Regions from separate parts of the Mus musculus genome. Here region 2 is linked to region 1. The links are chromatin contacts, called in public Micro-C maps. All regions are on one chromosome and are shown on one strand. The core of a region is the stretch at or near the end of the contact, and the rest is flanking DNA. Distances in the headings are between cores, read along the strand shown.

Region 1 (2,850 bases), core at 127-2,626:
TCCTGCCTCTGCTTCCTGAGCACTGGGATTAAAGGTGGGCCCCTCCTTTGCCACCTGCTTACCATGATGCATTTGTATCTTGGAGCCTCTGTGTTAAGTGGAAGAAGCCGTTGGCAGAAGGCTTCCTGGCCAATGCTTCCATACGTGCAGTAGACAGACCAAGGAAAATCTGCAGTGACAGAGAGCAAGCTTGTTGCAGGGCTGGGGGGTGACAGCTCTGACACTTCTTTCTGGGGATGATGGACATCCAGACTGGTCATGTCACAGTTGCACAACATGGAGAGTACAGTACAAACCAATGAGTTGTCTACTTTGGTGTGTGAGTTAGTTTGAAGTTACCACAGATAAAGCAAGGCCGATTGTCTTGGGGGGCTGGAAGTATCAGTGGTTTCCTCTTCTTTTCAGAGGTTCTGGGATTGTTCTGCATTACTCCTTATGATAAAGATGTTCAATAAGCTAACATACAGTCATATCAGTGGTTCTCAACCGTCCCAGTGCCGAGACCCTTTAATACAGCTCCTCATATTGTGATGATCCACAACCATAAAATTAGCTCCAGTGCTATTTTGTAACTGTAATTTTGCTACTCTTATGAGTTGTAATGTAAATGTGCAGTTTTTTTTTCTGATGGTCTTAGGCAACCTATAGGGTTTGGACCCCATAGGGGTTGTGACCCACAGGTTGAAAACCCTTTGGACTTTAAAGGGAGAATTTTAACAGCCAGCCTTTTACCAGAAACAGCAGAGATAGAGTCTGCTGATCCTGCCTTTAGGGGTGTGTGTGTGTGTGTGTGTGTGTGTGTGTGTTTGTGTGTGTGTGTGTGTGTGTGTGTGTGTGTGCACATGCATGTCTCCTGTAATCCTAAAACCTGGGCTCATGCTCTCACGTTATCACAGATATGAGTAGCCATTTCTGGCAAAAGTTAATCTCATTTGCCTGGGGACCCTTGGAGGCAGGATCCTATCTCTGGGGGAAATCAGGAAAGCCTAAACTCTTCTTTGTGGGATACGCTAAGAGGCAGTGGGCTCTCTGAGTGTGGACTCAGTGGGGGTTGTTACTTATATAACTTCCTGTAATTGCCTGGCAGGAGCTGTGGAGAGCCGCCCTCTCCTGTCTGGTGCTGAGCAGAGGCTGCAACCCGTCCCCTCTTGCTGCTGCTGCTGCTGCTGCTGCTGCTGCTGCTGCTGCTGCTGCTGCTGCTTGCCTCTTTGTCGGGCTTTGTGAGGAGTCAGCCCTTCTAGGCAGAACTGAAATGTCATTTTAACCAGAAGACTCTGTCTTCTTTGTGCTCCGGAGATGGGCAATTCCTATGCTGGCCAGCTAAAGAGCACACGGTTTGAAGAGGTCCTCCACAACTCCATCGAGGCTTCCTTACGCTCCAACACCCTGGTGCCCCGGCCCATTTTCTCGCAGCTGTATCTGGAGGCTGAGCAGCAGCTGTCATCGTTAGAAGGTAAGAATCATACATTTCTTATGTTGGTGTGTGTGCAGTTTTTATTACGTGTGGCTACCGTTAACGACAGCCCTATTCAGAAGATCTAGAGTCTAGTGAAAAAGAATGAAAGTTGCACACAGATATTTTTATTTGTTTAAAGGTAAGTTTCAGGCTAAAAAATACAAAGAAGAAAAATCTTGGACTCATAAGAGACAGGGAGAACACTGTATGCTGGGCTCCCCCAAAAGCATTATTTATATCTGATGAGATAGTTTGTTGGTAAGGGATTTTAATACGTCTGGCCCTCAGCTCTGTATTTCCTTTCTTTTCCTCTTGCGATTCATGTTCTTATCTTTGTAAAAATCATTTAGAGGTTATGTCTCTGTGTGGTAACAGGTGTAAGAGTCTCACAAAAGCTTAAAAGAAATTAACAGAAAACCTTTTTGAATTTTACATGTACCAAGACTTAAGTTAATAAATGATCTGTAAGTATGTGGAGGACTTGAGAATTCCCCTTATCTGGAAGGTAAACTGTGTTTTCATGTCACGTAAGTAAGCCTGAAGCAATCCACAGGATGAACGGCTACTAGTCTAGAATTATTTATTTATATGTAAGTTTATGCTCTTTGCTTGAAATTACACAGAAATGTAAATAGTTTTTGAAGTAGAAAAGGTCATGGTTTTAAAGTGGAAAAAAATCATTAAAAAGGAAAGAAAAATGTCTGTCAAGTTTGTACTATGTTGGGCTTTAGGGCACAGTGTGTGGCTTGCCTGTCTTGAAGAAACTCTGTGCTGAGCAGGCCCATGGATGCCTGAAATCTCTTATTTTTCTGAGAGGGCAAACAGAGCCTCCTTGCAAATGGCACAGATAAAGATCTAAGACCCCAACCTGGGTCTAAGTCTAAGAGATTGTAGCTTGTGACCGGTGCTGTCAGGACAACATGGAATTCTCTGATAGTCATTAAGAGAGTCCTCATGTTTTCTGGCATAGGAAGTGTCTGACCTCACAGGGCATAGAGAAGTCCTTGGATATTATTTAATTGATCCCATTTTTGATCAGGTGAAAGGTTTCTGTGAAATACAATTTCCAGGGACCTCCTTAACTACTTACGGAGTTGACAAGTCTTGCTGGTGTCAAATTGAGAGCAGCAATCATGCTGGTGATAATTTAGAATACTCCAACAGTGCCCTAAAATCTACAGTCCATCCGTTCACCTGCTATTGCTGAGGCCCAAGGTGACTTGGAGATTCTGAGGGGTCGCAGAATTGCTAGCTGGCTGCTCACAGGGGAACAGAGAGCAGCAGAAAGCCTGTGGGGGCTCCCAGTTACCTTCTCTTGAAGCTGAAGATCTCCCTAGGTGGCCGACTGGCCCCCTCTATTAGGATCTCTTCTTTGTTCAGAGTGTGGCATTTTC
Region 2 (2,850 bases), core at 104-2,603, 61 kb before region 1:
TTTGTTTTCTTGAGCTGTTGTTTTACTTAGCACAGGCTAGCCTCAAATTTGATGTAGCCAACAGTGACTTCTGATCCTCCAGGTCTCATTTCCTGGAGAGCTGACTTTACAGGCATGGGCCACCAAGCTTGACTTATATTTATGTATGGCTGGGGAACTCACCCCATCCTAGGCAATCAGTCTATCGACAGGACTACTTCTTGAATAATTTCATTACACAAACATCTGCAGTCAGTTAGGCTTGGCTAGGTCTTAGGCACGGGGCTCATCATGTTAACTGTTCCTAGTCTCGACTGTGCTTGGAATAGTTCCTAATTAGAATAGGAAGTTGATGCCCCTGCCATTAGGAAAGTGGGGATAGGAGAGCATTCCTCAACCTGCCCATTTTGTGGGAGATTGATGCTTATTCTCCTATTGTCTCCTGCTCCTAGTCAGACAGGCTCCCTGTTTTTCTAGGACCTTTGGCTGTGAGGCTGGCTCAAGCGCTCTGCTGTTGTTGTTGTTGTTATTATTATTCGATGTGTGTTGCAGTTTGGGGAACAGAGGACAGCTTGCAGCAGTTGCTTCTTACCTTTCCTCAAGTGAGTAACTAGGATCCAACACAGGGGTTCAGTTTTTGGCTGCAAGCTCCTGTACCCACTTAGCATCTCGCTAGCATGGCTGGGGTTCTTGAATGGCAGGAGGGTACAAGGTGCTCGGGATGTCTCTGGCAAGTTCTAAACACACAGGGATTTCCAGAAGAGGGAGGAGCAGGAGGAGGAGGAGGAGGAGGAGGAGGAGGAAGAAGGAGGAGGAGGAGGAGGAGGAGGAGGAGGAAGCTTTGATGACCATGGGTTCCTTCTGTGGTCTGGCTCCCTCAATTTCCCCCACTTTCTCTGCTGGCTGCTCGCAGCCACCTCTGTGTTACAGGGGCCAGAAAGGTTTGCACCGGCAAGTGCAGGTTTGCTCCTTCCCTCCAGTGCTCATCCTTCTGACCCACTCTCGCATCAGGGAAAGTTCTGGCTCCACCCGCTAGTATTAGGGGTTCCAGGCTCTTCCTCTGCTGATGTTAGGCAACTTCCTTATTGTAGGGCGTTCATCAATCTCCACTGTTGGGGGCCTAAGTCCCCTACCTCTGTCGGCTTGAACTGCAGGGGTATTGTCCTGCGGTCCACAGACACGCCCTGCGCCGGGTGGAGACATCTGGGAGGGGGGGGGGGTCTTGCTCACTGGTTCGTCCTCCCAACCCCACCTCCTCTTCGGGCATTTGTGGCCAAGCAACAAATGACCTCTGTCCCCGGAGGCTTCCGACTTCCGCGCGGACCCCTCCCAAACCGGGAACCCCGTGAGAACCCAGCGAGGCGGTGGGTGCCTGCAGCGGGGACGGGACGGGGCAAGCCAATCTCCTGTGCCTACACCTGGACGGAGCCGGAGCCGGAGCAGCAGTCCCAGCTCAGGTCTCCCCTTGCCGCCCCCCCCCCCCGCCCCCCAATCACGGTGGCCCGCAAGACCCGGACGGGCGGACTCTCAGGCTCCGCGGCTCCGGGCTTTGCGCAGCGCCGGCTCCGGTAGCGCGGGCTCCGAGGACGCCGGATGAGGACAAAGGGCGCGAGGTGAGGGTGGCCGCAGGGCTGGGGGTCTTGCGCCAAGGGGTGTGGGAGGTGTCCATGTCAGTGTGTGCGCGTGTGTGTGAGTGAGTGAGAGAGCCATCTAGAGCCACAGCCAGAACGAGCCAGAGCGCTCCTGGCACATGGTGAAGGCTTCGGCTGCGTAGGTAAGAACTTTAGGAAAAAGACAGCACTGCTCCAGGTTGTGTACACCGCGGCTCCGTTTTGGGGAGGCTGTTTGCCGCCCGCTGCCCCCCGGGGGTGGTGGCAGCCGCGTCTTCTGCAGCACGTGGGACAAGGGAGAAATGGGACTTCTTCCCAGAGTGGCCAGCCTGTGAAAGGCTGGTGGCTGTGGTGATCATTGGTTGAGTTTGGTTATTGGATCTCCGTTGGGAGCCACAAACAAAGGCTACTGGCTGAAGTCCAAGAAAGTGTGTGTGTGTGTGTGTGTGTGTGTGTGTGTGCGCGCGCACACACACACACACACACACACACACACACACACACGCGTCCGCCAGCCCACCAGTGATCAGGGTTAGGGTTGTGGAGGAAGGCCAGGAGACACTCCATGCAGAGAGACACTGGGCCATTTGCTGTCAAACCTCATTTAATCCTTGGTCCTGAGGAGCAACCAAAAGAAATTACCTATTTTATAGACTGAAGTTTTTCTTGAATCAACTTTTATTATAGAGTCAAGTGTTGCCCCAGGGCTTGAAATGCTGTTTTATTAGCCCTTTAAAACCATGAATGTGTAAATTTAACCAAATAAACACCCATTTAGTCCCATCAAGGACAATCTTTTGCCTTTAACAATGGGCGTCACACAAGATGATTCTGAACTTAGTCTCAAAAAGACGTGTGCAGGTCTGAGTTTGCATTGCTTGGTGGGCTGATGTTGCTGGGAGTTTTAATTTAGAGTCCATCTCGGTTTTCTTAGTTTCTTTACGCCCCCCCCCAACCTCCCACGCTGAACTTTGGCTCATTTAAAGTTTACAGTAGGATCTGTGACTTTTGGTTATCCCGCAACATTTGCTTCGGGATATCCGTTCTTCCTCATTCTGATAAGAGTATTCTTCACGGAGTTAGAAGTCATTTTGGTTTGAAATTGGCATTCCACCTTGGCCCTTCTTGTTATTGAAGGTGACTAAAGCGGTTTGTGGCTTAAAATGTTTTAAACATGGGGACAGCAGTTGTAGTCTTAGACTGGTAGACAATTTGAAATTATCCTTTGTGTGGCTTTGTAGCTGTACTCTTGTTTAATAAT

The links. A called contact is a pair of places that touch in the nucleus more often than the background predicts.
Region 2: a contact with region 1 is called in a Micro-C map of granulosa cells, with 3 times the contacts expected there. The contact joins the promoter of Greb1 here to the enhancer-like site in region 1. A contact is called at or near these places in 24 of 39 promoter capture datasets (the 3T3-L1 cell line, 3T3-L1-derived adipocytes, the C10 cell line and 15 more), 2 of 15 datasets of contacts at CTCF or cohesin (the NIH/3T3 cell line and pro-B cells), 95 of 484 Hi-C or Micro-C datasets (the 3T3-L1 cell line, 3T3-L1-derived adipocytes, the 4T1 cell line and 59 more), 17 of 115 datasets of contacts at active chromatin or transcription factors (the NIH/3T3 cell line, the SCID.adh cell line, T-cell acute lymphoblastic leukemia and 10 more) and 4 of 9 other capture datasets (adipose tissue, embryonic stem cells, liver and 1 more).

What each region holds. Positions count from the first base shown.
Region 1 is chr12:16,738,492-16,741,341 of GRCm38.p6, reverse strand. It overlaps Greb1 (gene regulated by estrogen in breast cancer protein), which reads left to right. Exons shown (of 35, transcript NM_015764.4): 4 at 1,088-1,453. The coding sequence starts at 1,297. Among named protein-coding and RNA genes, the nearest start is that of Greb1, 61 kb to the left of the region's middle. Within about 2 kb of position 1,376, at least 14 of the 459 cell types and tissues checked have an H3K27ac peak or open chromatin away from gene starts, as enhancers often do. A contact at or near this core is called in the SCID.adh cell line, T-cell acute lymphoblastic leukemia, ganglionic eminence and 1 more, where this site is marked.
Region 2 is chr12:16,799,389-16,802,238 of GRCm38.p6, reverse strand. Greb1 (gene regulated by estrogen in breast cancer protein) reads left to right here and starts at 1,353. Exons shown (of 35, transcript NM_015764.4): 1 at 1,353-1,592.